7 separate regions of the Mus musculus genome follow, and all the other regions are linked to region 2. A link is a contact called in public HiChIP or PLAC-seq and Micro-C data. All regions are on one chromosome and are shown on one strand. The core of a region is the stretch at or near the end of the contact, and the rest is flanking DNA. Distances in the headings are between cores, read along the strand shown.

Region 1 (3,815 bases), core at 674-3,173, 350 kb after region 2:
ATTGTCTCTCCACTAGGTACAAGAAACTCGTACATTTATCCTATGTGACTCTCCACAAGCAAGCTCTGAGGAAACTGCACATAGTGAAGGTCAGCTCTGATACTGACCAAGCAGGATAAAAAGTTAAAGTCCTTTCTAAGTTGTTGTGAAGACCATTCTGATTTCCATGTATGCTCACTAAAGACTTAGGGACTGTCTGACAGGACATTTTGTTTGAACTGTAGTCAAAGAATGGATCTTCCAGAGACTATAGACCTTTTCCGGATACAAAACCCACTGTTCTGGGCCCGACATTTACTTCCTGCTAGTTAAATGAAAACCAATTAAAAATGGGTATCCCCTCAATTCCCATGAATTGCAAGTTTATTTACTAATAATCCTTCCCAGCACTACTCCTTTGAGACAGTCTTGTTACATTGTCTTTGCTGGCCCTTGCTAGCCTTGAATTTTAGCAGTCTCCCAAGTGCTGGGATTCTCTGCATGTGACATCATGCTTAGCCTGGTTCACGATTTTCACCATTCAGAGAATGTGATAACAGCGTGAGGCCTCAAGAAGTAGGGGAACAGATGTGTGTAAGCAAATCCTGTGCTCGTTCGCTTGGGCCACCATAACGTGGGCCACTGTATCGTGAGGCCACTGCCTGGGAGGCTGGACAGCAGCGCTGGCTTCCTGGGTCCTAGAAATGGGACTAGAGGTTGTGGGAGGGACATTACTGGGCTCCTGAGGCCTTCGTGTCTTCCTGCCCTGTGGAGGCTCACTGTCTCTGTTTCCTGTGACTTTTCCTCTCATGCCTTCCTAGTGTTTCTCTTTACGGTTGAGTTTGCTACTCCTGAAAGGAAATCTGTCAGATTGGATTGGGACTCTGAATTTTAACCAATATGTTCCAAGCTATTGTAGGGTAAGACTTCACCTAGGAATTTTGAGAGAGACTCAGCTGCCCCATAACAATACACACACACACACACACACACACACACCCCAAAACTGCTTGAGTACTAATGCATTATTAACTGAAAATGAACAGCAAATATAGTGGGCATTGTAATCAGGTAGGTGGCATATTCACTCACAACATTAATGCCAGATGCTTATTTTAGATGATACAGATACAGAATTGGTAAGGGACAAACACAGCTCCATGCTTTTATGTGGTTTAAGGCAACAGGGAGTAAATGTGCCTTTCCTGGGTGAAAACCGCTCTCCAAGCTTACTGGCTTGCCACGTCATTTTGCTTTCTCATGATCATCATCAGGCCGTGGATTGGGTCCATGCTGGCACAGTGGCTCTCCTCCTCTCTGCTCCAACCCCTCAGCAACTGCTGTGTCACCTGGTAGTTAACTAGAAGTGTTGTGGTATATGATAGGGTTGACAAACATTTAAAACACCATAGTCTTTTTTGGTCACATTAGTTTTCTCCTCCCTTTTTTTCTCTTTTAAAGTAATGTTAAAGAAGATATTGAATGTTGGGGGATTGAGGTGGGGGATATAGTACTGACCTTTAAAAAATATCTTCATTCTAGGTTCTATGACCCAGTATAGGGGAATGCCAGGGCCAGGAATGGGAGTGGGTGGGTTGGGGAGCAGGGGGAGGGGATAGGGGATTTTTGGAGGGGAAACTAGGAAAGGGGATAACATTTGCAATGTAAATAAAGAAAATATCTAATAAAAATATCTTCATTCTAGCAAAAGTCTAGTCACCATTAATTACAGTATTTGCAGATGAGCATGAGGAGGTAGGACAATAGCAGAGTGACCCAAATGGCTTGGAACCTTTGCTTTCGCTAAGGCGCCTCAATTCATGCCTGGCAATGCTAGCTAGACTTGCTTTTCTTAGCTCAACAGGAAATGAGAGCCCGGCTCTGTAGAGGAAGTCAAATACACCCAGCTTTCAGTGTGCAGGCTCCTCGTTGGCTGTCTAGGAGAACAATCAGATTGGGCTCACTCTAAATAATGCTCATTTTGAAAAGGAACTCAGCTACAGCTACAGTAGACTCTGATTCAGTAGGTCTGGGTGGGGCCTGGGACTCGTGGGTCTACTCTTCCTCCATGGTGTCAAAGTACTTCCACACCGTGAATACTGAGGATGCAGATTGTTGAAGTCTGCCCAGCGTGTTGCAGGCTAGGCGACTGCCTAGGGGTTTCATTGGAGCAGACCTAATCCAGTGCCAGATTTGGATTGAGATTGTATCTCATGTGTGCAGGATGAAGTGTCTTGTGAAGCCACGCAAACTGATGATGTGAATAGATTGTAGCTTTTAGTGAGGGTTCTAGGTTTTCTAGGACTTAGTGGAGACAGGATAGTTGAGATGGCCACATCTGACCTTTGGGTACACAGGTAGGGGGCTTTATGGCTGCTCAGGTCTCAGTTTCACCAAGGTCGGGGGTCTCCCCCCCCCCCCCCCCTCGGGGAGTACAGAGTCATGCCGCTGCCTCCTTGCCACCACTGGTAGCAGTTGCTGAAACTCGGGATCCCATTTTGGTTGCTAGAGCACATCTAGCAGAGAAGGAACAGTGTTTGAGAGAGAATGAGCAGGAGGCCTGCCTTCCGAGTGAGGGCGACAGAGTTGGCCCAGGGTAGAGGGTTCCTAGTAGAGACACAAGAGGCCATTGTGGTGTGGAAGAGCTGCAGAGCCATCCGGTGACAGCTTTCAGACTACAGCTGTGCTCTGAGTCAGCAAGGGTGGGCAGGTAGAAGCGAGACTTTCATGCACACCCGTCCCCGTTTTGATCGCGTGCTCTTTCTTGCATCTAGGAAAGCAGTCAGGGAAAGGTGCCATTGACAGAGAAGCTTCAGACCAGGTTGTGGGAATACAGGTGCCAGAAGAAGTGGGTGGGAGGCAGGAAGAGCCTGAGGAGTAGAAGGAGACTGAGGAAGAAGCAGATTCGCTCTTAGTTCCTGCAAAGGTCTGCATGGCAGAGATCTGCATGTCTGTGGGGAATGGTGCATAAGAATCTGCTTCCCTCACCTCTTAGAAATTCCTAAGACCTTGTGAGGCAGAGGGACTCTCGCCCCAGTGTGAATGCCGCCCCTCCCCCTCTGATTGAACTATCTTTGTCTTCCCACTGATAGCTTTATCTGAAGTAAATTACTTTCCGGAGTTTCCAAACTAGTGGTTTGAAGTAAAGAGAAAAACTGCTAAGCTATTTGAAGATACATTCCTTTCTAAAAATTCTCAAAGTTGTTGACTAACTAAAAATTCTTGCAGTCACTTCAGTGATTTTTGCCAAGATTGTTTCATGTTTGTTTAATGTTGTTGTGGGTAAGATAGTCTTGACTGCAAGAAATAGAAGATACAGCTGAGTTTCAGCTAGTCACGGGGCTGTCCTGTGACAAAGTGGCTTCGGGTCTAGAGTTTGCTGAGTTTCCCCTTGGTCATCTTAAGGATGTGGCTCTGTCCTGCATGTCCTTCCTAGCTGCAACCTCTCTTAAAAATTTTTATTCTTATTATTTTAACTGTAGGCACGCTAATAAGTGTTAATTTTTAAAATCAGTTTTAATTTTTAGGCTTTAATTTCTTTGGTGTTTTTTTTTTTGTTTGTTTGGTTTTTTTTTGTTTCAATTTATTTATTTATTTATTTATTTTGAGTTTTTCAAGACAGAGTTTCTCTATGTAGCTGTCTGTCCCTGAACTCTCTGTAGACCAGGCTGGCCTTGAACTCAGAAATCTACCTGCCTCTGCCTCCCAAGTGGTGGGATTAAAAGCATGTGCCACCACTGCCTGGCTTCTTTGGTTTTTTTAAGAATTTATTTTATGTGAGTGTCTGTCTGCATGTATGTATGTATATCATGTGTATGCCTGGTGCCTGCGTTCTG
Region 2 (3,890 bases), core at 660-3,159:
GGTAGAGTTAGAAAATTGTAGGGTAATGAGCTTGTCACTGAAAAGAAAACGGTCTACATTAGATGTGCGTGCATCCACACATGTACACACCCAACATCGAGGAGTCACACCGGCCTATCTTCGCTGACAGAACTTAACTTGGGAACATATATCTGGGATGCTAGGATCTCTCAGGAGCCTTGTGGAAAGATGGTGTGTGGACAGTGACAATTAGGCTGATTTGCAATCAGCGGACTAACTGCCTGAGTCAACACCACCGCAGGGACATCGGTCTATTCTCACCCACCACCGTGGTCCACAGCCAACAAACTCTTGAGTTCTTAAAGACCCGACTTCTCTGGACATTTCTCCATTCTAGCAGATTACTTTCACACCATTTCAAGTGTTCCTTACCTTCTCTTACTTCACCCTGCTATGCTTCTGCAATTTATACCCATTTCTCTCCTAATCTGGAGTCAACCAAGAAAAAAAGAGTTGATCTGTACTCGTAGCTCACTTCCTTGTCATCAAATGGCCATCATTCCCAACCGCGTTAAAAAAAATGGTTAAACCCAAGGTCACTTTTCTGTCTTTATAAGCTCTGTGTCGCATGCACACCAAAACAGAACGAGAACAAAAATGCAGTACAGGAAGAAAGATGTCTTAGCTAGTAGCAGAAACTTAAAAACCCTAATCACAGGAAATTCAGAATGAGTCAACCGTGTGATGCCTAAAGCTAATGTGATCTTAGAAGGCACAAGAGAAACACAATCAAATTCTGGGTCCCCGGAGAGAACTCTGTCCCAAGGATGACATTTTGCAAACTCATCCTTGTCTGTCCCCTGGAACAGCGTGTTTAGAGGTGGCCTCCTGACAGAGGTAGCAAGGCCTTTCTTTCCTTCAATGAAAACAGTTTAAAAAAAAAAATTCATCTGAATTCAAACTGTCCAAACCAGGAGCTAGTGCGATCACCCTACATGCGTCGAGAGAGAAACTACAGCAAGAAAACCCAGGTTTTTTGATCCAGGGTTTTGAAAACACTCATATTCGCCTCATCGAGAGGAAGAAACCACATCGAGTAGCCACTTTAGGTTGGTGAAGAGACAATGCGAGCCTGGCGGCGCCAGCCGTCCACTCCTACACACTCTCCACTCAACCAACTTTGGGAGTCCGTGAGCCGACCTTAGGAAGCGACCCGGGTTCGGGAATCTGTAGAGTTACTGAACTCCGTAGGACCTGCCACCGGTGTGTTTGCTACTCCCCGGCCGAGGGCCCTTCCCAGCTTTCTCACCCTCCCGAGGTGAAGCTCCGATCCTGCAGCGTGTGCACGCACTTCCCTCTCCACACCACCCGGGGAACCACCAGGCTCGCCCCGGCCGCGGCCAGCGGCCCAGCGCCCGGCCTGCTCACCCGCGTGAGACATGGGCTCGGTGGCGTTCCCGTTGCTCTCCAGGTTGTAGACCACCACGGCCGAGGCGTTCCTCCGCGCCGCCGCCAGCACCTTGTCCTTGAAGGTGCAGCCGCCTCGCGCCACCAGCGCCACCCAGGGCGCGTTGCCGAGGGCGCCGGGCGCCACGAAGCGCGTGTCGGGCGCGCAGCCCTCCGCGGGCGCGGGCGCGCGCGGGACGCCCACCAGGCCCTGCCTCTCCTCCCGGAGCGAGCTTTCTCCGAAGCGGCCGCTCTCCGACACGCTCCACACCGTCAGGTTCGACTGCGGGTCCACGTATTCGATGCTCACCATGGCCGAGTACCACTCGAGCGCCCCGCCGCCCACCCCGGGAGTACACAAGGCCAGCGCCAGCACCGCGAGTGCGTCCCGGGCTCCCACGCCGGCCGCGGGCCGCCGCCGCGCCGCCATGGCCGCCCGGCCGGGCTACTGAGGAAGAAGAGCGCGAGTCAGAACGAGGCGACTCACTCCAGGCTGGCCCACAGCTTTGAGGAGACGGCGGCGGCTCGCGAGAGACCGCCGAGCGCGGCGGGGGCGGACCCGCGGCGCACGCGCACCTGGAGGGGCGTGACCGGGGCGTGGCGACGGAAGGGGTGGGGCCCTGCCCGCGGGCGTGAGGAGTGCGCAGGCGCCAGGGTCTGTGCCGCAGGGCTGTGGGCGGCCGAGCTGAAGCTTGCAGATGCTGCAGAGAGTTGTGCAACCCTGCTGCCAGAGTCCCCAAGTCTGGGGAAGTTTGTGCGCTCCGGGTCGGCCAGCGTGGGACTGCGGTTGTGTAAAGTTTCTCAGAGGGTGGAGTTGACTGTGCAAGGCACGCGGCAAAAGCCTGGCTGCCTAAACCACTTAAACAAACAAGCAAACAACAACAAAAACCACTAAGTCAAGTTGTCCAGATGCCTTTTGTTACAAACTCTGTAATATATTAAATTCTTTGTTGCTCTTTTCTCAATGGTTGCCTTCGAGCCCTTTCTTCCTTCTCCTTAGTTTATGTGTGCCTCTGTTTGGACGAAGACGAAGGTGCTACATTAATCAAAAGGGGGGAAAAAGGGGAAAGGATTTGTTTGGAGGTAAATGGTGGCTGATAGATAGTCCTTCGACAACACAGTGGGTGGATACTTTCAGTGTACCATTAAAAGATCCTGAACACACTAAACATAGTTAAATGCAAGTATGGTAACTCTGCTCCGGTAAAATCTTGAGTAGAGCTGAGATTTGAGATGCTCTGGTAGATCAACCCCAGCGAACCTGAAAGGTATTTCCTTTGAAGAATGTGAAGTCTGACTAGACCCGAATAAACACAGGAGATCTCTCCATAACGCTGAGGAGACATCACACCCGAGTTACCAAATATCAAAAGACATTTAAAATACCTCTTCATATATGAGCTACTGAATATCAAAATGTATTTAAACCTAAGAAGTGGACACTTAAGTGATGGACTTAATGCATAGCTATACATTGTTAGGCACTATTCTGAAGACATACACACACAGGCATATACTGTGACAGACCTTCAACTCATCCCTAAGCCTGACTTATATTATCCTTTTTATCTGAGGGGCCTCAGGTCACCTCACAGATCTCTGTTGTATTGGTCAAACCAGTTTCTCCTGAGAACCAGTTCTATAAAGGAACACCAAGTCTTTAATTACACTGGACTTTCAGCAGAGGCCTGCTTCGATTCTGATGGAGCAACTGAACTCATGATTTCAAAACTCACTCACTATGCCGTTGTGCTGCCGCATTTCTGAACCATGTTCCCTGTGAGGCTTGCTCATGTTGTTTCCCCCTCTTTACTCAGTGTGAGCAAATGCCAAAAGTCCCCTTTGTGTGGCAATAAACTGTGTGATTCGTGAAATCATCGTCAGTCTCTTTATTTCTACCAAACAAACCACTAAGGAGCTGGAAATGAAGTTCAGGGCTTTGATTTCTGATTGACTCACTAGTCTTCCTTCTTTGTGCAAGAGTTTATAATTACAGGAAGTAGTTTGTTGGGGCCCAGACCAATATGTTTTAGGTTAGACCTGGTTCTTTTTATCTTTTGGATTGCATCTGTGGTATGAGACACAGCCTGAGTTCCAGCTAGGAGTAGCTTTAAAGTTAAACCTCTTCTCCCACTCCCATTACTAAAATAATGTATTTATTTTTATTTTATGTATGTGAGTGTTTTGCCTGCATATATATCTATTCACCATGTATGTTTTATGTCCCTTGACTAGCCCTGGAACTGGAGTTATAGACTATTGCCAGCCACTATATGGGTGCTCAGAATCAAACCTAGGTTCTTAACCACTGACCCATCGCCCCAGCCCCAGGAAAGCATGTTTTAAAGGCCAATAGGATTTCCAGGTTAAGGCCTTTCCCATGTTTTAGACCCAGAACAAGATGGTGTGTTTCAGCCTGAGGAACACTCCCGAGAACCCCTGGCGCTGTGCTTCAGCAATGCAAAGGCTTTTAGTTCCCAGAA
Region 3 (4,015 bases), core at 517-3,016, 450 kb after region 2:
ATATCACAAATTTATGGCCTTTAAGGTAAAACTGCCAGTTTTAAGTTGGCTTAAAGGTCTGAACAGTTAATATAAAGCTATGCGTTAACCTGACAAAGCTGTCAGTTCAGCTATTCTAACATAAAAATAGGCTATATAACTATTTTCTAACTTCTCAGATGATTTATTTGCCAAAATGGTATTTGTACCATCCCTAAAAAAGTAGTTGGTCCCCGATAGACATAGATGTGCTGAAGATCTAGCCTCGAGGTTAGAGGGCGCAACAAGAGACGGCTGTGCCGTGCGTGTGCTTAGGGCAGTACAATCTAAAGACTAAGCAATAACCTGGGTGTGAGAGTGCATGCCAGAGAGGCTGAGACAGGAGGATTGCTGTGCGGTCAAGGCCAGCCAGGGATAGCTAGCAAAACAAAGATCAACTACATAAATTACAGGCTTTTAATGATATAAGCAATACATACTATACATTAAATGGAAGGAGGGACTTAAAATATGTATAATATGGTCCTGTTTTCATATAAATTTGAAAAACTCACTTTGACAAAATTGTGATATTTACAGAAAAATGGTTTGTGCTAAACTTGGGACTGTTTTGGTTGTGAGTTCACAGGCACTCATAATTGGTCTCATTCGCTCTGGTGTGTGGCGTAGGAGGGAGCATGTGAAACAGTGCTAGGCTGTCAGAGTCTGTATATATCCAACTCCCAAACTGCAGAGAACTAACAGGCTCCGCGTTCTTGTGTATTTTTAGTAATTTATCTTAGGGATTGCCCTAAATCCAGTGTATAAAATTCTTAATTAAAATTTCTACTGTTCTAGCATTAGATAGATATAATAGTTATTTCTATTTTGAGGTATAGAACTTTAACAGTAATCAAGGAACATTGTAGCAGAGAGTAAGGAGAAACAAACAATTTCATCTAAAATGATTGTGTTTAAAACAATTTTGATATAGTTTATTGAATGAGTAAGTTTCAATTACTTGGGAAATTTGAATTAAAGGGTACTTCCTGCTTGGTTTCCCCTTGGAGTCAGAGTGAGGGTTACCATTTTTGGTAAGTCCTAGTATTATTGAGAAAAGACAGTAAGTTATAAAATCATTTACATCATCTTCTGGGGTCTGGTATTCATATTCCCACGTGCTAGATACTGGTGTGAGCGTTACTTTATACCACTGCTGGAGCTCAGAGCCCCAGACCTAAGAACTGTGCTGATGTGAAGAACTGACTGCAGCTTGAGTCTAGTCACACAGCTCCAGTCTATCACTCTCATAGCACCAACCCTGACAGAGTCTTGGTGCCTTGATCCCTACAGCAGCTCAGAGTGTTCGAACCCTGTACTGTACCCGTTCTTGCTGTTGTTGACCTTGCCTTCTGTTCTAATCAAGACACAACTGGATAGGACAGAGCATTCTTCAGCTAGGTAGGAGGGAAGCTGTGCCTTGCAGATGCTAGTTAGCAATCCACTTGATCAATCAAATGCCTGCAGCTCGCTCCTCATCTGACGTGTAAGTTTGTTCTCCTGCTTCTGTCTTGATTCCCTCTGTAGTCATTTGGAGAACTGCTACATAAGCCATTACTGGTGGATCTCACTGTGGAGGAAGGCCAGAGGTTGAAAGTGATCTATGGATCCTGTGCGGGATTCCATGCTGTTGATGTGGATTCAGGCTCAGTCTATGACATTTATCTACCAACACATGTAAGAAAGAACCCACACTCTATGGTTGGTTGCCTGGCTTCACTTGGTTTCACTTTCCCCTTTACTCTGCTCAGTGACTAACACAAGCAGGGTTTCCTCATCCCCGTGCTGTAGGGTGAGTATTTAAATGAAGCACTGTTTTCTGTCGCTTCATGTTTGGGGAACCATAGAAGCCCCTGAAGGACCTCTAGCACTTGCTTTGACTAACGTGGGATGGAGCTGGGACTGTTGCTGTCAGGCAGAGCACCTTGGGCTGGGAATGTTTCTCAGATGAGTCCGCCATCGGCTTACGTGCCCAGGACCTCAAACACGTGCATCAGCAGAGCACACAGCCTGTAAATGATAGACTCTGGGTTGTATATTGCATGGGCTTCCCAAGATTCTTGCCTGTTTGGTAGGGATGGCCAAGGGTGCGGCACTACCACATTCACTGGACATTCTTGGCTGAGCACGTTCACAGCTCCAGAGATGACCACAGACCTGCTTCCCTGTTCTTGTTCTCTAGATTCAGTGTAGCATCAAACCCCATGCAATCATTATCCTCCCCAACACGGATGGGATGGAGCTGCTGGTGTGCTACGAAGACGAGGGGGTTTACGTTAACACGTACGGAAGGATCACCAAGGACGTGGTTCTGCAGTGGGGAGAGATGCCGACATCTGTAGGTATGACACGTCGTGACGAGGCATCCGTGAGAGGAGCCACTAGGACCGCATCTGTGTGTTGTACTAATGTTGCATGTTGCTCATGCTGTCTGGCTGTTCGGTGGTTATCAGCAGATGGGAGAAGGTTGGAACAAATTCCCAGTCATTCTAGGCTACTTTAAAAGCTGTGCATTTGCTGCCTCTTAATCTGACTCTTAAGTTACCGAAAGGGCAGGTATTTGGGGTGTTTGTTTGTTTGTTTGTGTGTTTGTGTGTGTGTTTTGTTTTTGACCAATTTGTGTGGCATGAAGAGAATCAGAGAAGGAAATGCTGCTTGCTCTTGAGTGGCTGGGTTCCAGGCCCCACAGGCCCCTGAGTAGCCTTCTGCTTTGTGGTCAGGAGCTGAGGCTGATGCCTGACATTGCATGGCTGTGCTTATGTCCCCAGTGTGTCTGCTCGCCATTCGTCCTCCCTTCTCTCATGGCTGTTTGTAGAAGTGGCATGAAAGACCCCAGGGAAGTTGACTTGTTCTGGTACTGACTCATGACTACACAGTGACAGAACAGGCAGACAGCACACGGCCCTCTTTTGGTCACTTGAGTAAAGTGAACCCAGGGCCTCTTGCATGTTAAGTAGGCTTTCAGAGATATGCCTAGCACTGAGGCAGAACTCCTGGCAAACCAAGTCGTCATGGGCTAGGACTCAGCATCCGTGCATGGGAATCTGAAGTGGCTTGTCAAGACTCCTCCTCGTTAATGCTTTCTCTCTCTCTCTCTCTCTCTCTCTCTCTCTCTCTCTCTCTCTCTCAAAGCATATATCCGGTCGAATCAGACAATGGGCTGGGGAGAGAAGGCAATAGAGATACGATCTGTGGAAACTGGTCACTTGGATGGTGTATTTATGCACAAAAGGGCTCAGAGACTAAAGTTCCTGTGTGAACGCAATGACAAGGTAAGGCTCCCTTACGGCGTCTGGGCACTTGTGGCTGCTGTGTACAGTGGCTTGTGGTCCACTGGCAGTGATGATGCATTCTAAAATAAACCAAGGAGACACTTTGTTTGGGCCTATCTGGGTTTGGGCACCAGGAGATAGTGAATGGCTGCTGACTGTGTCCTCTCATTGTGTTGCAGGTGTTCTTTGCCTCCGTCCGCTCTGGTGGCAGCAGCCAGGTCTATTTCATGACCTTAGGCAGGACTTCTCTTCTGAGCTGGTAGAGGCAGTGTGAGCTGGGATCACTGACCTCTGGAGTCGGCAAGACCCTGAGCGAGACCTTGGAATTCCTTGCAACTGGAGCTCAGAGCTGTGCTGGTGCAGCCAGGACAGCTGTCTGCAGGCCACCTGCGCGTCGCATCGGGTCGGGTCGGGCCCTCTCCCCTCCCTCCTACACTTTTTGCCAGTTTATTCCCATTCTCTCCTTTTCCTTTCTCAAATAAATCAAGGCTGCATTGCAGCTGGTGCTGTCTGGACTCCACCATCGGTGCTAGGAGTGCTTGGGAATGGACTCAGACCGGGAAGAGCGAGTGAGCGAGCGAGCGCTGCGCCTTCCCTGCAGCTCCAGGAGGCCGTCTCCGAGCGAGCGAGCGAGCGAGCGACTGTCCTATGGGTGTCTGAAGGGTGTGATGAGCGCACCGTCAGACTTTGGCAGTGGGCACAAAGAAGTGAAAAGTGGGCGTAAG
Region 4 (4,139 bases), core at 150-2,649, 430 kb after region 2:
CCTGCAGAGACCAGCGGAGCCACAGGTAGCAGCAGTAGCTCCCTGTGCCACGTGTAGCCCGTTGTCTCAACAGCTGGTGTGAACAGGAGGCGTGCATTCAGCGTAGGGAGAGGAGGCTTGTCGTTTGTTTGTTTTGTTGTCTAAGATTTTTATTGAACTCATTATGGCTATCTCCAGTCAATACTTTTATTTCCCCCTCCTTAACTCAGATGTGAAGTCCCTCCTTCCTCTTAAATACTTTTTTAAATTATATTTTTAGAACGTTGGTTTTATTGTATAAGCAGGTTAGAAGAGAACTTTTAACCTGAACATTTTGAAGTAAGTACTTTGTGTCTGTGGTCCCAGCTCCCTGAAGGACCTTTGGACGCTAAAGGTGGCCTTGCATTTCTGTGCAGGCTCCTATTTATTTGGCTGAATGTGTAAATTTCCTGGGAAAAGGTTTTTGGTTTTGTTTGTTTGTTTGTTTGTTGTTTTAAAATACAAAACCAGATTCTCAAACCTGTCAAGATTGAACACAGGTTATGCCTAGTGGGTTGAATATTGATTTCCTGTAAGAGATTAGGACAGAGTTTATGACTTTTCCTTCAGTCTGTCCCAGAGTCTGTCTTGTCTGAGTGCTCAGAAGAGAAGCAGCAGCCTTGTCTAGAAAGGACAGTAGGTGGCAGACACACCCATCCCCTGAGGGTGTGTAGGCACTCCTCCATGCTGCTCTGCCTCACACACTTCTCTGAGCTTTCTGTACTCGGTCGGCCCTGGTGTTTGCATGTCACCTAGGACAAGAGTTGGTGGTTTTGAGAAGAAATGGCCCTTCTGTGACAGATGCAGTCACATGAGAATTTGAATGTGTTCTGCAGTAACCAACCCTCCTGGGGGATGGTTGAGCTGAGCAAATCTGAGGTACAGGGGGTGGGGTTTATGCAGATATAGCAGCTGAGAGCTTCAGAGAGCTACACCAGAGAATGCCAGCAGAGGCAGTGGGAAGGGCCAGGTGCCACTTGCTGCTCCACTTAGTGCCTGTTTCCTGGTGAGAAGCATGGTTGTCCTGAGAGCTAAACCCAACACAAGGGCAAACTTGCCTCTGAGCAGCAGGCTCGAGAAGCTTCTGTTTGAGGAGATGAGACAGACAGCCTCTCTTCCTCCGCTGCAGAGTTCTTGCCCCAAGCTTTCACCTGCAGGAGGGAAACTCGTGTGGCTCCTAGCGTTGAGTCCCACTTAGCGTTATTTGGTAACACATCCGTTTGGTTGCTCTCCCAGTGAACACTTAGATGTTTTAGTAGTATGGGAATTGTACCAAAGCTAGGATTCTTTGGATCTGCCTGTGAGCCACAGAGACTATGCACTGGGTCTTAACTGCCGGTTTCACCTGCAGAAGCCAGGCAAGTCAGCACAAGACACATTGATTAGTGCGTGCTGAGTTACAGCTCCCATAACCGCCTTAGTGGTTGGTTATTCTCCAGCAGTGAGGTACAGGTACCTCTTACTAAAATAGTTTATAGAGTTCTGAGAGGATGTTTTTTTAAAGTGACTGCAGAAATTCACTTGGCCAATTGTCATGTCCTTGAGTTCTCATTTCAAAGGCATATTCCTACTGTCAGCCCAGAGTATCTTGATGCTGGTCAGCCTGGGCTTTCTTGGTACTGGATATTTTGGTAAAGAAATTTTAATCCCACTTTTTTCATAACTAGGAGTGTAAACTCAGCTAGGTCTAAAACATTTTAAGATTGGGAGAAAAAAATATTGGTATTCTTGAAAAGTTGGCTGTTCTTAAGTTTCTCTGCTACAGTCCCATAATAGGAAGAGTGTGTGTGCACGCACAAATAAGTCCCGTCAGTAAGATTCTCAGACCCAGGGTTCTGAGGTGGTGGGGAGGTTTGCTGATGAGCAGTGTCTCTGTCATGTGGTCCCCAGCTCTCTGTGCTGACATGGACATGCATGTATCACTCTCCCCTCGGGGGTCTGTGCATGCCCCTGTTCACTGCTGTCTGCAGTTTGTGTCTGGGCACTTTCCCTTATGCGTGTGCCTTTGCTCTTCCTCTTGCCTGTCACCAGCATGGAGCCTATTGGCTGCTCCATGCTTGACACTATGCCTCCCCGACTCACACCCACCTCCTGTTTGGGATTTAGTGTTGACCAGAAAAGCTAGTTGTATGCAGAACGCATTGAATGTTTTGTGTTTTGTTTTCTTGTAAGGTACAGTGGTCCCACCTGGCATCTCTCAAGAACAATGTCTCCCCTGTCTCGAGATCCCATTCCTTCAGTGACCCTTCTCCCAAATTCGCACACCACCATCTCCGCTCTCAGGACCCATGTCCACCTTCCCGCAGTGAGGGGCTCAGTCAGAGCTCTGACTCTAAGTCGGAGGTGCCCGAGCCCACCCAAAAGGCTTGGTCTAGATCAGACAGTGACGAGGTGCCTCCAAGGGTAAGGACAGACAGACAGACGCGCTGTTTTCTCTTTATTTAAACTTACTGTTTGCTGTGATGATGGGAACAGTGACTTACTTCATCAGGGCTAAAGGGCCAGAAGTTTCAAATGACTTCTCAGGGAGGGAAGCCATTCCCCACCTCAGCAGTTACAATTAGCCAATGGTTAGTTAGCTTTTTATCATTGACTGGTTTTAAACGTAGTTTAATAAAAAGTATTTATGGAAAAAATTTTAAGCAACATGCTTCTAAATAAGTAGAATTATAAATGTGTACAGAAGCTCTCCATTATTGTGCATGACATCAAGAATTTAAGAAAAAATCTTATGAGGAAAAATTAACAAGACCATGATTTTTTACTTTAAAGTTGAGCGTATTGTACTTAATAGTACATGAGGATTAAAAGGCACATCTCAGTTTATTTTTTCCTCCACTTGGAATTTGCTTCCTCTGAATATTTTCTCGCTTCTTTGCCAGTCTTTGCTTCCTGCTGATCTATTTGTAGACCGTTGTTGGATTTCTTTGAGCTTACTTTTGTGATTCTCACATACTATCTCAGGGAAGCGCTGCTGTATGCTCTCTGCCACCCGCTTCAGTCCAAACATGACTTCAGCATGACAGGACTGTAGAGATGGGCCAGGCTGTCTGGATCGTGCAGGAGCAGGGGAGGCTTGGGAAAGGGAAGAGCTAGCTTCGTGGCAGGCATTCCGGACTGAGGAAGGCTGTGTTATAAAGTGTACTGTGAGGAGGGGGGGCTGGGGGGGAGCTGTGGTGTTCTTCTGTTGTCTGTCTTAACTGCTGTGTTTCCTACCTAAAGGTTCCCGTGAGAACGACCTCTCGTTCCCCTGTCCTCTCCCGTCGGGATTCCCCACTGCAGGGCGGTGGACAGCAGAATAGCCAAGCAGGACAGAGAAATTCCACCAGGTAAAAAAAGAGAACTGACAGGAGGAGATGTGCTGTGGCTCCCAGTCTCTCAGAAAGTCATCTGTTGTCTGTTTGCAGAAATGTGCATCTCTAGCACTGAGGTTCTAGACCGATGTGACATATTTTACACACTCACACACACACACACACACTCACACTCACACACACACGCAGCAGCAGCAGCGTTATTGATCAGTAGTGAGAAGCAGATTTGAATCTTGATGTGTATTGTAATTTTGAAATGTAAACTATATTTCTCTGTAAAGGTAGAGAAGGGAGAATTGAGAACAGGTTCTAAGAAACATAATTTGAGAGAGGTTTTTAGTCTAGAAGAAATTGTGAGGGTTTAGACTGAGTTAAAAGAAATCACAGCCAAGTTAGTATTCCCTCACAACCTGCCATAGACTACCATGCTAGCCAAGTGATGTCATTGCTGAGGTTTAGGGTGGCTCTGTCTGATGCAGTAGCTCTTGGCCAATGAGGCTGAGTATGAATTTAACTTAATTAAAATGAATTAAGCTTCACCTTTTTGGTGGCTGGAGTCACGTGTTGTTAGTGGCTCTGACGTTTGCTCAGGTGTGGAGTGTGCTGTGTGTGCACTTACTGAAAACTTGTCACTGTTGCCCTGCAGATATCATTAAGTGTTTGGTAATTTGGTCATCAGTGGACCTGTGGTGTTGGCAGTGTTGGTACAAGTGCCTAGATGGATGACAGTCCAGAGTCTGCAGGCAACACTTTAATGCTGGTGACCAGAGAGATCTGGCATTCTCCTATGACAGACAGTGTCCAGGG
Region 5 (3,693 bases), core at 939-3,438, 380 kb before region 2:
TCAGAAGCTCCGGAGACCCCTTCTGGACACACACACACACACACACACACACACACACACACACACACACACGCACACGGGGAGGGGAGAGGGGGAGAGGGAAAGGGAGGAGAGGGAAAGGGAGGGGAAGGGAGAGGAAGAGGGAGAGGGGGAGGAAGAGGAAGAGGGAGGAGAGGGAGAGGGAGGGGGAGAGGAAGGGGGAGAAAGAGGGAGGGGGAGGGTGATAGGTAGCCAGGAGCCAATGGGGGCGTTTTCCTTGTCCAGGCCACTTGCTGGAATGTGAGATGTAGAATGACCCAAAGAGAGCTGCCAAGACAGAGCTCTGCCCCAGGAATTGAACTCAAAGGGTGTCAGAAAGCAGGTGGCCTTTGTGCACCTGGCGCGGGGACGTGGCTCCCCTCTTCCGGCTGGTCTAGCCAGGTGCCTGCCTGCCTGCCTGCCGTGATCTCTGGACGCCAGTAGAGGGTTGTTGTGGGTTTGGGTGAAACACGCCACCCCTGAGCTCTTCCGCGGGGCTAGCAATCTCCCCATCACCCCATTCGCGCTCAGAACCCCCTCAGCGAGTCTAACAGCAGGCCTGGTTCCCCGTACCCCGTCTGCACATCTGTCTTGGCTAGGGGTTTGCAGAAGCTTGGGAAAAGGGCTCCCTGTGTTCTTGCGCGCGCCGCTCTCTACAGCTTCTCTTTTTCTTGGATTCTCGCCTGTCTCCTCCCACAGGAAAAAAAAAAAAGGTCACGTATGTTTGGAAAAATATGTAGGTCAGTGGAACATTTCCTGCACTGGTGCAAAAGGAGAGAGGGCAGTGGGGGCGGGGAGGGAGAGGCCCGGCGCTGCTCCTAGGGCGCCTCCTGGCCGCAGCCCCCGACCTGTGGCCCTGGGGTTACAAGGGGACATTTAGCGGGTTCTTGCCGATCCTTGACCCATTTTCCTGACCAGTTAAGCTCGCCCTGGAGGAGGCACCGAGCGTTCCTCCCTAGCAACCGCTGCTATATTCCACGAACAGCGTTCACTCTCACATCCCAGGACCCTTCTTCTCACCTGGTGTTCCCTCACCCACCCACGTCCCCAGTAACCTGAGTCACGGAAGCGCAGAGGCCTGCCCTTAGAGGTCGGCGTGGGCGAGGGGGACAAGACAATCACATTCTAGCAAACACCCCCACCCCGTGACAGCACAGTGGCAGTGGGCACTGAGATGATTCCCATTTACCCGGGGCACGGATTCTTTGCTACCCCCCTAGTGACAACTTTAGCAGGACCCTGGCCGGCAGCTCCTCAAATGTCAAGCTCGCCTCCCCTCTTCCAGGTTCCGCACTAAGCACAGTCTCCCCCTTCCACCGCGCCCAGTCCGGACCAGACTGGCCGGACCCCCACGTCGATACCCCCACACCCCCCTCCCCAAGCAGCCCCGCAGGACTCGCAGAGGCCCTGGGGGCGCACCGGTGTCTGCCCCGCCGAGAGTCGCCGGGGGGTCGCAGGGTCCGCGTCCCTGCGGCACGCGCTGAGTGCGCGGCTCACACTGGGTTTGGACCGTAGGGGGGTGGGGGGAGCGGGTAGCCGCCGGAGCCTGGAGGCTTAAGAGGAAGAGGAGGAGGAGGAGGAGGAAGGGGAGCGGGAGGAGGAGGAGAAAGAGAAGAGGGAGGAGGAGGAGGCGGCAGCGGGGCGGGGAGGTGGCGGCGGTCCCCAGCTCTACGCGCCCAAGAGTTTGCGGCGCGAGCGGCGGGCTTTTCCGCAGGACCCGAGGGACCCGCGCAGCGGCCGCGGAGCCCCGAGACCCCGGCGGCAGCGGCGAGAGCAGCGCCTCCCGCCGCCGCCCGGGAGAAGCTCCCCGAGCCCGCCTGCCGCCCCGGCTCCCCGCGGCGGCGGGAGGCGCGTCTCCCCGGCCCAGTCGGTGCCCGGCCTGGCGGGGCCGCCCCGGCCCGCTCGGAGGTAAGAGGCCACCGCGCTTGGGGACGCACGATCTCGGGTGGGAATACGTGCGCGTGGCTCGCGGCTCTGGTCACCTGCTCGCTAGCGCTGGGGACGCGCGGGGCAGGGAGGGACGCTCGGGCGCGACACCGCGCGAGGCTGCGCAGCGCAGGCACCCGGGGGTTGGGGCGCGGGGAGGTGAGTCCTGCGCACTCCGGGTCCTGCCGCCCTGGGCTTCGGGTCCTGCCAACCGCTGCAGCCAGACAGACGGTGGGCTCCCGGAGCTGCTCGCCAAGAGAGAGGACTAGGCACCCCAAACATCGGGATTCGGGGGTCCTCCGAGGGTGCTAGAGGGGTACTGCGTGCCCGGACAGAAGCTTTCAAGATTGCCCGCTGCCCTTCCAGAGCCCCACCGCAGGCATCCCGAAGCGTAGGGAGCCCGGGACGCCTGGAGAGTGTGGTTGCCTGGCCGGGCCCTTGTGTCACTACGTTCCTGGGTCTGACTTGGCTTAGGGCTGGACTGAAAGCCCAGTCTTTGTGCTTAGACAGCTCTGCGCTCCTGGGACTCCCCGGGTTGGATGCTACAACATTGTTTTAGTGGGAGGTGTGCCCCCTCCCCAAGTAGAGGAGGGGTGCGACCTTGACTTTTCTAAAAAGCCACTTAGGGTGGGAAGCAGGGGGCAGGGACAGGTACCAAGAGGCTCAATTCAAAGCCAGCCTCCCCCCTCTGCCCGCCTCTCCTTAACTGCTTAAGGTAAGAAAGTTTGTTTTCGGCTCTGTGGTTCATAAATAATTAGTAACCAGTTTTGTTGACAAGGCAAGATGGAAACCTTAAGCATACACGCGCATTTCCACCGACTCTAGAATCTCCTAAGGTTAAATCCGGGAGTCTTTAGTTCGTAAAGTTGTAGGCTGTAGCGTTCAACAGGTGTTGCAAGGGTCCTAGAGGCCCCAGCTTAGGGTTTTTTTTTCTCTATCCATTGCGTTAGGATCCGCCCCTAGTTCGCGGTTAGCTTGCTTCTTTACAGGTGAATATTGAGTCGTTATTAACTGCGTCGGCGGAGACAGCTAGTCTGTCTCAATCACTAGAACTCTATTATCCTTAATAGGGTTTTCTTTTATAGGAGGGATTTCCCATTTGGACTTTCCAGGTAGTTAGTCCTGAAGCAGTTCCTGGCAGGACTCAGCTCTGTCAACACCTTCCTGTCTCTCTCTTCACAGAGAAGTCCCCATCCAGCGAACTGGCCAACTAATTATGGCTTGCATGAAAAACGGCCAGCCCTGGAAGGCACCCTTCAGACTCAAGAGCAAATACTGGCTTGATCTTCCTTCCTGCTGCTAAAATTTCTCTGAAGGAAAACGTTGCCAGAAATAACCTCCAATCTCTTTTTAAATAGCCCCTAAATAAATATAATCCTGTTTTTAAAAGAGATATTGCGATCTGGGCCACTATTTTACAAAGCAAATTTTTCGTTACTGACAGATATGAACCAGTTGAGGTACTGGTGTTTCCCAGCAGTCTACTCTTTTGCCATTTCCCCTCAGAAACCCGTACCTCTATTTATTTGGAGGTCATCCCGCTGTGCAGATGTGGAAAAGGTTTTTATTCCAACTACTCCCTAGAGTTACATCTTGAGGGGTAGGAGAGGATATACTCTAGAGAAAGCACATTATTAATAAAATGTTACAACACACGCCCAAGGGTTAAACATGCCTGGAGAATGGAGTGAGACAATTGCAATGAGTGTGTTGAGAGGAAAATTTCCTGGTATGATAGATGTTCACATG
Region 6 (4,111 bases), core at 1,588-4,087, 370 kb after region 2:
CTCGTGTGTCAGCGCTCTCGTGTGCCAGTAATCTGTTTGAGATGTTGTATTTCCATTGAGCTGAAGAGAACATGGGAGACTTTATAAACTTGCATTTCCTGTCTGTGACTGTACACCCTGAAAGGTGCTGGCTTAGAATTCAAGGGCATTCCACTGAACTCTACTGAAAAGTTCAACTACAGTCACATTCTGTGTTGTCACTGCTGGGTCCTGTCTTGTGTCTGTCTATAAAACCATGCCAGCCAAAGTGCCCCTGTCCTGCTTTTCCTGGTGCCAGGTTCTGCCTACAGGGAGCCTTGGCAGCCTTGTGCAGATAGAGTCATGGCACCAAGGGCGGCACAGAGCATTGGACAATACTGGCTCTGTCTGCATCATAAATGACTGTGGCAACAATAGCGTTTACTGTGTGTTCTGTGCATGCTACAAGTTGTAGAGCTTGCTTCTGCTTACACTGTCTCAGTTTATTCTTCAGATTATTTTCTTGTTCTTAGGTAATGAGACTTAGGCTTAGGGCTGTTTATGAAGCTTGTTTGACTTTTTACTGAGCTAGTCGGTGGCAGAGTTGTGATCTGAGGTCTTTGAAATAGAAGTGTTTGAGTGTGTTTTGGTATTTTGCACACAAACATTTTCGTTATGCTGCCTGGAGGAGGCTGTCGAAATGTGAAATGCATTCCCTGGAGAATTTAGCGGTGTGTGTGTGTGTGTGTGTGTGTGTGTGTGTATGTATGTGTGTGTATCTATTTTTATTGAGAAGAAATGAAGTTATTGAGTGGCCTCATCAGGCTCTGACCTAGGAAACACAGTTGTAGGGATTTCAGCAAGTGTGTGAGCCATTTTTATTAGCTTAGTTATCTTTTTAGCCATTTTGTCCACAAATGCCCACTGAGTCGTGTTTAACCTGGTAAAAATATCCCCAAGTCTAACAGATAATCTATTTAAACAGTATTCACTGTAGACATTGCCGGCACTCACAGGTGTTCTCCTGCGGCTTTGGAATTAATCAGTTGTGGGTTTTATAAAGTCCCCTCATTCTTGTGGCTTAAAGAATGAAATCATCTGCATGGTTTGCTCTTCAGCAAACATCTTGTCTCCTGCTGGAGTTTTCCCGTGGACTTTCAGGGGTCACAGATGCAGAGGGGTGGTCCTAGCAAGAGAGGAGCCAGGCTCTAGCATGAGTGCCTAGCCCTGAACAACATTGCTGGTTTTCGTTGTTGGCTATTTATCTGCATGGTCTTTGTTTTCTCTCTGTGACTGAGAGTCTGTGCAGGGATTTGTTAACAGTAAGTCTTCTTGTTGCTGCTCAGATCCAGGGACTGGGTGCTGGTGTATTTGTGAGAAATCACTTTCAGGTTCTGGGTTATGCGCCTGTTTTTCTGTGGGAGCTAGAATTGTTGATTTACGTTTGCACTAAGCAGAGTGAATTAGAGCCCGAGGAGGGTGCTGTGGGAGAATGAGGCTGGCATTTGGCTGGCGCTAAAAACAGCACCGTGTTTGCGCATTCAGCAGCATTCAGCAGCGGCTCAGTGGTGGGAAGAGAGGGAGAGCCTCTTACTTTATTCATTTTCAAGAGGGTTGGAAAGAAACCCAGAAGAGGCCACATAATACAGTGACATTGACAGAGAATAACTACCGAGTTGTGTGTTGTCATAAGAGCGAGCAGCAGGGTAAAATGTACTTTTTTTTTTATCTGTTTAGAGTAACCTATTGAGGTAGTTGAGGGTATGGACAGCTAGTCCCCCCCCCACCCCCCCATCTTGTATTAGCTTAGAAAAGTTAATGAGGAATTTGCCTGTGCTAGATTTGTGAATCTTGATTAACAAAGTGACAAGATTTTGTCAAATGCTTTCTAAAAATGGAATTTGTTTTGATATATATGTATTTTTTAAGTAGAGTGAAAAATTCTTGTATTCTGGCCTAAAATTTCCTAAAAGATTTCTTGTAGGTTTCCTAGTAAAGGCTTTCTGTCTGTCATAAAGATTGAATTCACATGGCCAGGACTAGGGACTAAAAGTAAGTGCTTCAGCCTGGCAAGAAGACTGTCCTGTCTTCTTCACTGTTTGTCTCCCACCCTCCCATTTTCCATTTTTAGGACTCTGCAGGAGGGAAAGTCTGCACAGCTAGTGTTGGGTGGGCCTAGGACACTATTGGAGGAGCTGAAGGGCATCATGTCTCCCAGACCTGGCTTCTGGTCCCTAGTGTATTCTTCATCCTTACAGTCAGTAGCTGAGTTTGGCTTCTTCTGGGATCGGGGTCCGTGTTGCACAGGACAAAATGTGTATACGGGCATTTGTGTTTGCATTAAGAACTGCCTGTTGCAGGAATGCTGGCCATGTAGCTGTGCAGCAGGAAGGCTTAGCCATATCTGAGTTCTGAGTTTGGTAAAAGGGATAATGGAAGTCGGCTGCATTTCATCCTTTCCTTGTTTCCCACCTTCGTGGCCAGTAAACACGGTTTCTTCCACATCGCCCACTTCCCTTAAAGTACTTTTAAGGATGTTTTTATTAATAAGCTGTTAGTTACTACTGTGAGGGATACTCTCTGAGGAAGGAGAACTATCTGAGAGAACTTGACAGAACCTTGTGCATTCATACATCCACCTTTGCTTTCTCATTGGCCATTGGCCTTTTCATTATGAGCTGTCACTGAAGATTTGACTGTGCCTGCTCTTAGTTCTGTACAGTAAGAAAGGAATATTAAAATATAACCCACCATTTTTGTTGGGAGTGAAAATATTGGCATTGTGAGCATTTTGGGGCTTTGAGTCATATGTACACACATCTTAACTGACAGTTAGCATTTTTTCCTAGTTGACTGCCTAGGGGCAGGAAGTAAACCCAGCCAGTGCTACAGTTCCTCTTCACTTGGCTGTGCTGTGAAGTGGCTGTCCTAGTGAGCCTTATTCATAGAGCTGGGGAACAGTGGCTCTGCACTGCTGTTGCATTTCTGGGCACGTGGAGTATAGCAATACCCTCAGTGTTGCTGGTCTTGGGGAGGTGGTGTTTGTCGCCTTGTTTTGTTCTGTGAGGTGGTGTGTGTGTGTGTGTGTGTGTGTGTGTGTGTGTGTGTGTGTAAGGGATAGAGAGTCGAGTTTCCTTTTGTTGCTGAGGATGCTCAATGAGGTGAGCATCTGCTCAGTAGAAAGGCGTGCCAGCTTTCTGCCTGTACATCATGAGAACAGCGGATGCCCCTCTCTTTGTGTTTGACCCATCTTTGCCTCAGGAGGTCATGAAGACTCTGATCTTAAAATAAATCATAGACCCTAAGTGCTGCTTCTCAGACCCTCCTGCGAGGTTTCATTATAGGCCTAAATATAAGCTGTAGCTGACATCACATCTGGAAACTGAGGAGACGCAATATAGACCAGCCTGTTCTTGTTTGTAGCTGGGGAAATCAGTACTTATCCTTCAGTGGTTAAAGGTCGGTGGGAGTGGCATTTGTAGTGCTAGTGTCAGGAGGGACCCCACGCCCCTGTCCTTTGTGCTTTGTGATCCTCTTTGTCACAGGGCTGCCTTGTTTATCCCTTAGGCCTGCAGCTTGGTGTTAGCACTGACTTTATCCAGGTGTTGTTGAAGCTGTAGGCATACCTCCATAGGTAGTGAGTTTTGTATTTTATTTCATGGAGAACACAGATGCAGGGCTTGCTTAGCTTCTGAGGTCTCAGTTGTTGAGAGCACTGCACAAGGATTTGTGTGTAGCTTTGAGATAGAAGGTACATGAGCGGAAAGCTTAGGCCTAAGGAACCTTCAGCAGTAGTTCATGAAGTTAAGTGACGTCAGAAACTCGTTGCTGTGGGTATTATTTTGTGAGTGCTTTTGGAATAATGACCTATTAACCTATTTTTAGATCATCCTCACTTGGCAGTTCTAGAATACTTGTTACAAGTTTCAGAAACATTGCAAATAAACTATGTTTCTGTGTCTGTGAGAACACCATCCTAGCAAGTAATAAAAACTGTAGGGAGTAGGTCATATCTACAGCATAATGATCTGTTGTTTGCAAATAATAAAAATCAAAGTGTAAAATTCATTCCAGAATTTTAATTCAGTAAATCAAATGTACAGTTCTAGTAACCGATCATTGAGTATTTATTTTTTATTTTTATTTTTTATTT
Region 7 (3,957 bases), core at 130-2,629, 290 kb after region 2:
GGTTTTAGAGCCTTATTGTAGAAAGGCAGGGAGAAAGAGAGAAGGTAAAAAGAGGGAGAGAGACTGGCCATGCCACGTGGAGAGAGGGGGGGAAGAGAGAGACAGAGAGAGAGAGAGAAGGAAGACTAGAGATGATAGTAAGCAAAGTAAGAGCTTAGAGAGAGCGAGGAGGGGCCAAGCAGCCCCTTTTATAGTGGGCTGGGCTACCAGGTAACTGTGGGGAGGAGCATACTTGGCTATAGTCAGATAACTGTGGGGGTGGAGTCTAGCCAGAATGCCAGAAGCTTGGGGCTTTATCTATGTGACTGATAGTCACACACCTCTCTTGCGGGGGCTGTGGGGGTAGTAACTTCAACAGGAACCAGGGGTCCAGGAGACATAATCTAACACCTTCTGTCCCATGTTGATGGAAATCACCACTCACAGGTCCCCGGGGTTCCAGACCTTTGCTCGACTGGAGACCAGGCTGTCTGTGTGCACATATACAAACTTTAACATTTGTTTTAAAAAGAATGGAGATGCAGGGCCAGGGAGATGGCTGAGTTGGGAAAGTGCTCTCTACTAAGCAGGTCAGAGCCTTAGTAGCACCCAGGGAGGAGCTGGACTCTTTGGTCTGTGCCACAGGAGGCGCAGAAAAAGACAGATGGATCTCTAGAGCTCACTGGCCGGCCAGGCTGTCCGAATGGCTGAGCTTCCTGCTCAGTGAGCAAGGCTCTCTTCCATATTCTCTCCAAAGTCAAAGTGCGAGATAAAACGGAAGGGGCCTTTCAATTACCTCTGCCCTATACACACACACATAGACACACACATACTCACACCACATACCACACATAAGTGTACACATGGACCTGAATGTGCACACACACACACACACACACACACACACACACACACACACACACACGGACCTGAATGTGTACACACACACACACACATACACATGGACCTGAATGTACACACACACACACACACACACACACACACACACACACATACACACACACGCGCGGACCTGAATGTGTACACACACACACACATACACATGGACCTGAATGTACACACACACACACACACACACACACACACACACACACACAACCAAAATAGGGAGACAAGAAAAAAATCCAAAGAAGCAGCGGAGCTGGGAACACATTTGAAAGCGAGCCGTGGAAAGGCTGGGTGAGGCAGGCCTGGGGTTTTGTTCCAAGCTTGGAAAATGATTTTACTTTTACCTTTTTATGTATGTGCACAAATGCAAAGATGAGAATCCTCTAAAGAGAAGGAGGAAAGTTTCTGGCTGCCTTTAGTCTTTAGGTGTCCGGAGACTGGAGTGCTTTGAGTAATAACCCAGGATCAGAAACACAGCCAAGCCCCGCCCGCATCCTGCCAGATGCCGCTATCCACAGGTCCCCAGGGCAGTGTCTACACCCCTTCAGGGACTCAGCTGGCCTCTGGATCTTTGAAATCATTCTAGAGGTCACTGAAGGCAGAGTGATTTCTCTTCAGTGGCTTCCTGGTGAACAAAACCCACACTCCGTCTCCAGTCCTATCTTGTTTAGCTAGTGAAAGCAAGGCAGAGGTTGCCAGGCTAATGAACTACCTGATATATTTAGCTAGAAAGATAATGTAGCTCTAGTGTTTGGATTTATCAAAACCAATTCCAGATGGCACCCAAGCCACAGAGAGAGGGCCATCTGGTAAGTAAGAGCCGGGCTTGTTTCTCTCTTTCTCTTCAAGGTGAAGGGCAGATGATAAACAACACAACTTCCTGTGCTAAAAACCCAGGCTGTTGGAAGGATGGCCCCTGAGCCTTACATCTTATCTGTGTTCATTCAAATACCTGGGCCACCATACTCCTTCAGATAGAGTCATTGGCTGAGCTTAGAAAATGACCTGATGCAAGTGGAAAGGTTTCAGTGTCTCCCGTATGCAGTGTATTTCAGAGAAACATGCACTCCTGGGTAACAGAGCTAGGCATTAATAAAGTCATTGGACAGACCCTTCAATTACACAAATTCCTCGAGTACATAAACCAATAAAATCAGAAATTATGTTTCTTTCTGAAACGATTTAAGCCACTGTGGTCATGTTTTGTTTAGCACCATTGGTGATGTTTTGAGGACATTCTCTGCTTGACAAGGTGTTTTCTGCCAGACACTTTCTTTGCCTGTTCCCTCTGAAACAAAACATCCCATGCTTCTGTTTATTCACTAGTTTCCCTGCTCTCCAGCACCCCTCCCCCATCTCCACCTACTCACACACAGCCCGGCCAGGCTAATCTTCTTTAAACTTTGCTCTGTTTGTAGAACTTTACAACTCAAAAGACAGTCACTACCTCTCTAGTGTCAGGAAGATAGTGCGCAGGTTGTACAAAATACCATCCCTCTTGCTCACCTCTGCCTCTGAACCTAAGTCCCCAAGGAGCCAGCCTCGTGAATGCTTCAATTTCCTCCTCCTACATTAAGATCAATTTGGCCTCCTGAATTCCGGAAGTGTGAGATAATTCTTTGGAACTGTTTTAAGCTACTAAGTTTGTAGCTGGGTCTGGAATCAGTAAGAAGCTAGACTAGCTTCTCTGAAGACTGCCCTGGTTCTAGTCCAGCTCTACACTGTGGGACTTCCACGAGGTCCTACCTGGCCCTGGCCCAGGGGCTGAGGCTGATGGCCTCACAGACATCCGTTGGCAGTCACATGTGGCACATTTGGCTCCTGTCGTGCCAGGCCCAGTTTAAGTGTTAACACTCCCACACCTGTGGTTACTGAACTGGACAGTGAAGACAGGGAATAATTCCGATGTCGTGAAAAGGTCTTTTGGGCAGCACAGGTTCGAATGGAATACACATCACTCCCTAAAGTCCACGGCTGCTAAACATGGTGAACTGAGCCTGAGCTCAAGCCCCACACTGTGGAAAGACAAAACCAGCTCCCTGAAGTTGTCCTCTGACCTCCCCATCTGCTCTCTGGCACCAGTACCAGCTCAGAAATAGCATTAAATCGCAGGAGGATCTGGTTTTGGGGGCCTTGGGCATCTCCAAGCTGATGAAACAGGACTTGGAAGGAGCATACGGACTAAAAAACACACCTCAGAACACTTCAGTCTTCCTGCAGGTTCTCACACCAAGGCAGGGAGGTCCCTAGGGGTTAGCGCTCCCACTCACAGCCGGCCTGGGGCATTGAACGGGAAATCTGGTTCCCAGCCAGCAACCCTGCTTATCCCGAGTTCAGCAGTCTCTATTTGGAACTTTCTCTAATTAGACCTGAAATCAATTGCCTTTCCTGTGATGCAAGGCAGTGATCTGTGTTTTCCCAGTGGACAGCAAATGTCCTACCACTTCTCACACTAATTTGAAACGCCACTTGGGTGACGAAATAAATCCCAGGGTGTAGATGGAGCTTCTCTGAGAATCTCTCCCGCGCGGCAATCACCCCGCTCTGTGGTAGTCTGGCGGTTTGTTTCACAATCTGGCAGAGCAATTCTCCTCTCTTTATCCTCGCTTTTTCAGTATTTCTGTCGGTTCTTCATACTTCTATCTTCCCCGATGCATTTGGAGTCGGTTTGCCAACTTCCGCTAAATATCCGATTAAAATTCCCTTTGGAGTTTACAGACCGCTGAGCTCATTGACAGTTTTAAAACATGAGCGCTCTTATTTTTGATGTGTACTCTCGTATTTCCTAAAAGCTGTAAAATTTTCTTCATTTCATTAAAATTCGCCTCTTTGGTATTTGTCCTTAAGGAGAAAAGACCTTTGAGCAGTGTTTCTCAACCTGTGGGTCTCGATCCCTTTGTGGTTGTTGAGCCTGTATCACCCTGGCTTCTATGGGACACTCATATTATTTCACCAATAAGTAAGGAAATTAGCAAAGGAAAATTCTTTTTCTAATTCACTTGGAAAGAGAGGTTGGGATTTGGTGGAAATTGTGAGAGAAGACTATACATGTTGTTTTTCTTCTTTAGT

The links. A called contact is a pair of places that touch in the nucleus more often than the background predicts. HiChIP or PLAC-seq counts read pairs in DNA pulled down with a chosen protein or histone mark.
Region 1: an H3K4me3 HiChIP or PLAC-seq map of bone marrow-derived macrophages shows a contact between it and region 2, with 4 times the contacts expected there. The contact joins the enhancer-like site here to the promoter of Rnf149 in region 2. A contact is called at or near these places in 1 of 39 promoter capture datasets (embryonic stem cells), 5 of 484 Hi-C or Micro-C datasets (CD4 T cells, CD8 T cells, embryonic stem cells and 2 more), 14 of 115 datasets of contacts at active chromatin or transcription factors (the 230-238 cell line, the SCID.adh cell line, astrocytes and 10 more) and 3 of 9 other capture datasets (bone marrow-derived macrophages, liver and macrophages).
Region 3: a contact with region 2 is called in an H3K27ac HiChIP or PLAC-seq map of regulatory T cell precursor, with 4 times the contacts expected there. The contact joins the enhancer-like site here to the promoter of Rnf149 in region 2. A contact is called at or near these places in 1 of 39 promoter capture datasets (embryonic stem cells), 9 of 115 datasets of contacts at active chromatin or transcription factors (the 230-238 cell line, astrocytes, bone marrow-derived macrophages and 6 more) and 2 of 9 other capture datasets (adipose tissue and liver).
Region 4: a contact with region 2 is called in an H3K4me3 HiChIP or PLAC-seq map of embryonic stem cells, with 2.3 times the contacts expected there. The contact joins the enhancer-like site here to the promoter of Rnf149 in region 2. A contact is called at or near these places in 3 of 39 promoter capture datasets (the 3T3-L1 cell line, the C10 cell line and embryonic stem cells), 2 of 484 Hi-C or Micro-C datasets (bone marrow-derived macrophages and cerebellum), 11 of 115 datasets of contacts at active chromatin or transcription factors (the 230-238 cell line, the SCID.adh cell line, bone marrow-derived macrophages and 6 more) and 3 of 9 other capture datasets (adipose tissue, liver and macrophages).
Region 5: a Micro-C map of embryonic stem cells shows a contact between it and region 2, with 2.7 times the contacts expected there. The contact joins the promoter of Npas2 here to the promoter of Rnf149 in region 2. A contact is called at or near these places in 3 of 484 Hi-C or Micro-C datasets (embryonic stem cells, muscle stem cells and uterus) and 1 of 115 datasets of contacts at active chromatin or transcription factors (memory CD8 T cells).
Region 6: a contact with region 2 is called in an H3K27ac HiChIP or PLAC-seq map of microglia, with 6 times the contacts expected there. The contact joins the enhancer-like site here to the promoter of Rnf149 in region 2. A contact is called at or near these places in 3 of 39 promoter capture datasets (the C10 cell line, the HPC-7 cell line and neural stem cells), 5 of 484 Hi-C or Micro-C datasets (CD8 T cells, embryonic stem cells, erythroblasts and 2 more), 14 of 115 datasets of contacts at active chromatin or transcription factors (the HPC-7 cell line, the SCID.adh cell line, T-cell acute lymphoblastic leukemia and 11 more) and 3 of 9 other capture datasets (bone marrow-derived macrophages, embryonic trunk and macrophages).
Region 7: a contact with region 2 is called in an H3K4me3 HiChIP or PLAC-seq map of the 230-238 cell line, with 2.6 times the contacts expected there. The contact joins the enhancer-like site here to the promoter of Rnf149 in region 2. A contact is called at or near these places in 1 of 39 promoter capture datasets (hippocampal neurons) and 3 of 115 datasets of contacts at active chromatin or transcription factors (the 230-238 cell line, bone marrow-derived dendritic cells and thymic regulatory T cells).

The regions. Positions count from the first base shown.
Region 1 is chr1:39,920,963-39,924,777 of GRCm38.p6, forward strand. All of the region lies in intron 2 of Map4k4 (mitogen-activated protein kinase kinase kinase kinase 4), which reads left to right. Among named protein-coding and RNA genes, the nearest start is that of Map4k4, 22 kb to the left of the region's middle. Within about 2 kb of position 1,924, at least 163 of the 459 cell types and tissues checked have an H3K27ac peak or open chromatin away from gene starts, as enhancers often do. A contact at or near this core is called in the 230-238 cell line, CD8 T cells, the SCID.adh cell line and 11 more, where this site is marked.
Region 2 is chr1:39,575,438-39,579,327 of GRCm38.p6, forward strand. It overlaps Rnf149 (ring finger protein 149), which reads right to left and starts at 1,910. Exons shown (of 7, transcript NM_001033135.3): 1 at 1,390-1,910. The coding sequence starts at 1,837.
Region 3 is chr1:40,021,160-40,025,174 of GRCm38.p6, forward strand. Map4k4 (mitogen-activated protein kinase kinase kinase kinase 4) reads left to right here. Exons shown (of 32, transcript NM_001252200.1): 28 at 1-25; 29 at 1,546-1,695; 30 at 2,201-2,360; 31 at 3,151-3,290; 32 at 3,470-4,015. The coding sequence ends at 3,553. Among named protein-coding and RNA genes, the nearest start is that of Il1r2, 62 kb to the right of the region's middle. Within about 2 kb of position 1,767, at least 46 of the 459 cell types and tissues checked have an H3K27ac peak or open chromatin away from gene starts, as enhancers often do. A contact at or near this core is called in the 230-238 cell line, regulatory T cell precursor and thymic regulatory T cells, where this site is marked.
Region 4 is chr1:40,001,567-40,005,705 of GRCm38.p6, forward strand. It overlaps Map4k4 (mitogen-activated protein kinase kinase kinase kinase 4), which reads left to right. Exons shown (of 32, transcript NM_001252200.1): 16 at 1-25; 17 at 2,191-2,421; 18 at 3,241-3,347. Among named protein-coding and RNA genes, the nearest start is that of Il1r2, 81 kb to the right of the region's middle. Within about 2 kb of position 1,400, at least 47 of the 459 cell types and tissues checked have an H3K27ac peak or open chromatin away from gene starts, as enhancers often do. A contact at or near this core is called in the 230-238 cell line and embryonic stem cells, where this site is marked.
Region 5 is chr1:39,192,084-39,195,776 of GRCm38.p6, forward strand. It overlaps Npas2 (neuronal PAS domain protein 2), which reads left to right and starts at 2,189. Exons shown (of 21, transcript NM_008719.2): 1 at 2,189-2,659.
Region 6 is chr1:39,941,689-39,945,799 of GRCm38.p6, forward strand. All of the region lies in intron 2 of Map4k4 (mitogen-activated protein kinase kinase kinase kinase 4), which reads left to right. Among named protein-coding and RNA genes, the nearest start is that of Map4k4, 43 kb to the left of the region's middle. RefSeq lists an enhancer at 3,922-4,111. Within about 2 kb of position 2,838, at least 107 of the 459 cell types and tissues checked have an H3K27ac peak or open chromatin away from gene starts, as enhancers often do. A contact at or near this core is called in CD8 T cells, the HPC-7 cell line, the SCID.adh cell line and 11 more, where this site is marked.
Region 7 is chr1:39,866,717-39,870,673 of GRCm38.p6, forward strand. No RefSeq gene overlaps it. Among named protein-coding and RNA genes, the nearest start is that of Gm35600, 16 kb to the left of the region's middle. Within about 2 kb of position 1,380, at least 96 of the 459 cell types and tissues checked have an H3K27ac peak or open chromatin away from gene starts, as enhancers often do. A contact at or near this core is called in the 230-238 cell line, where this site is marked.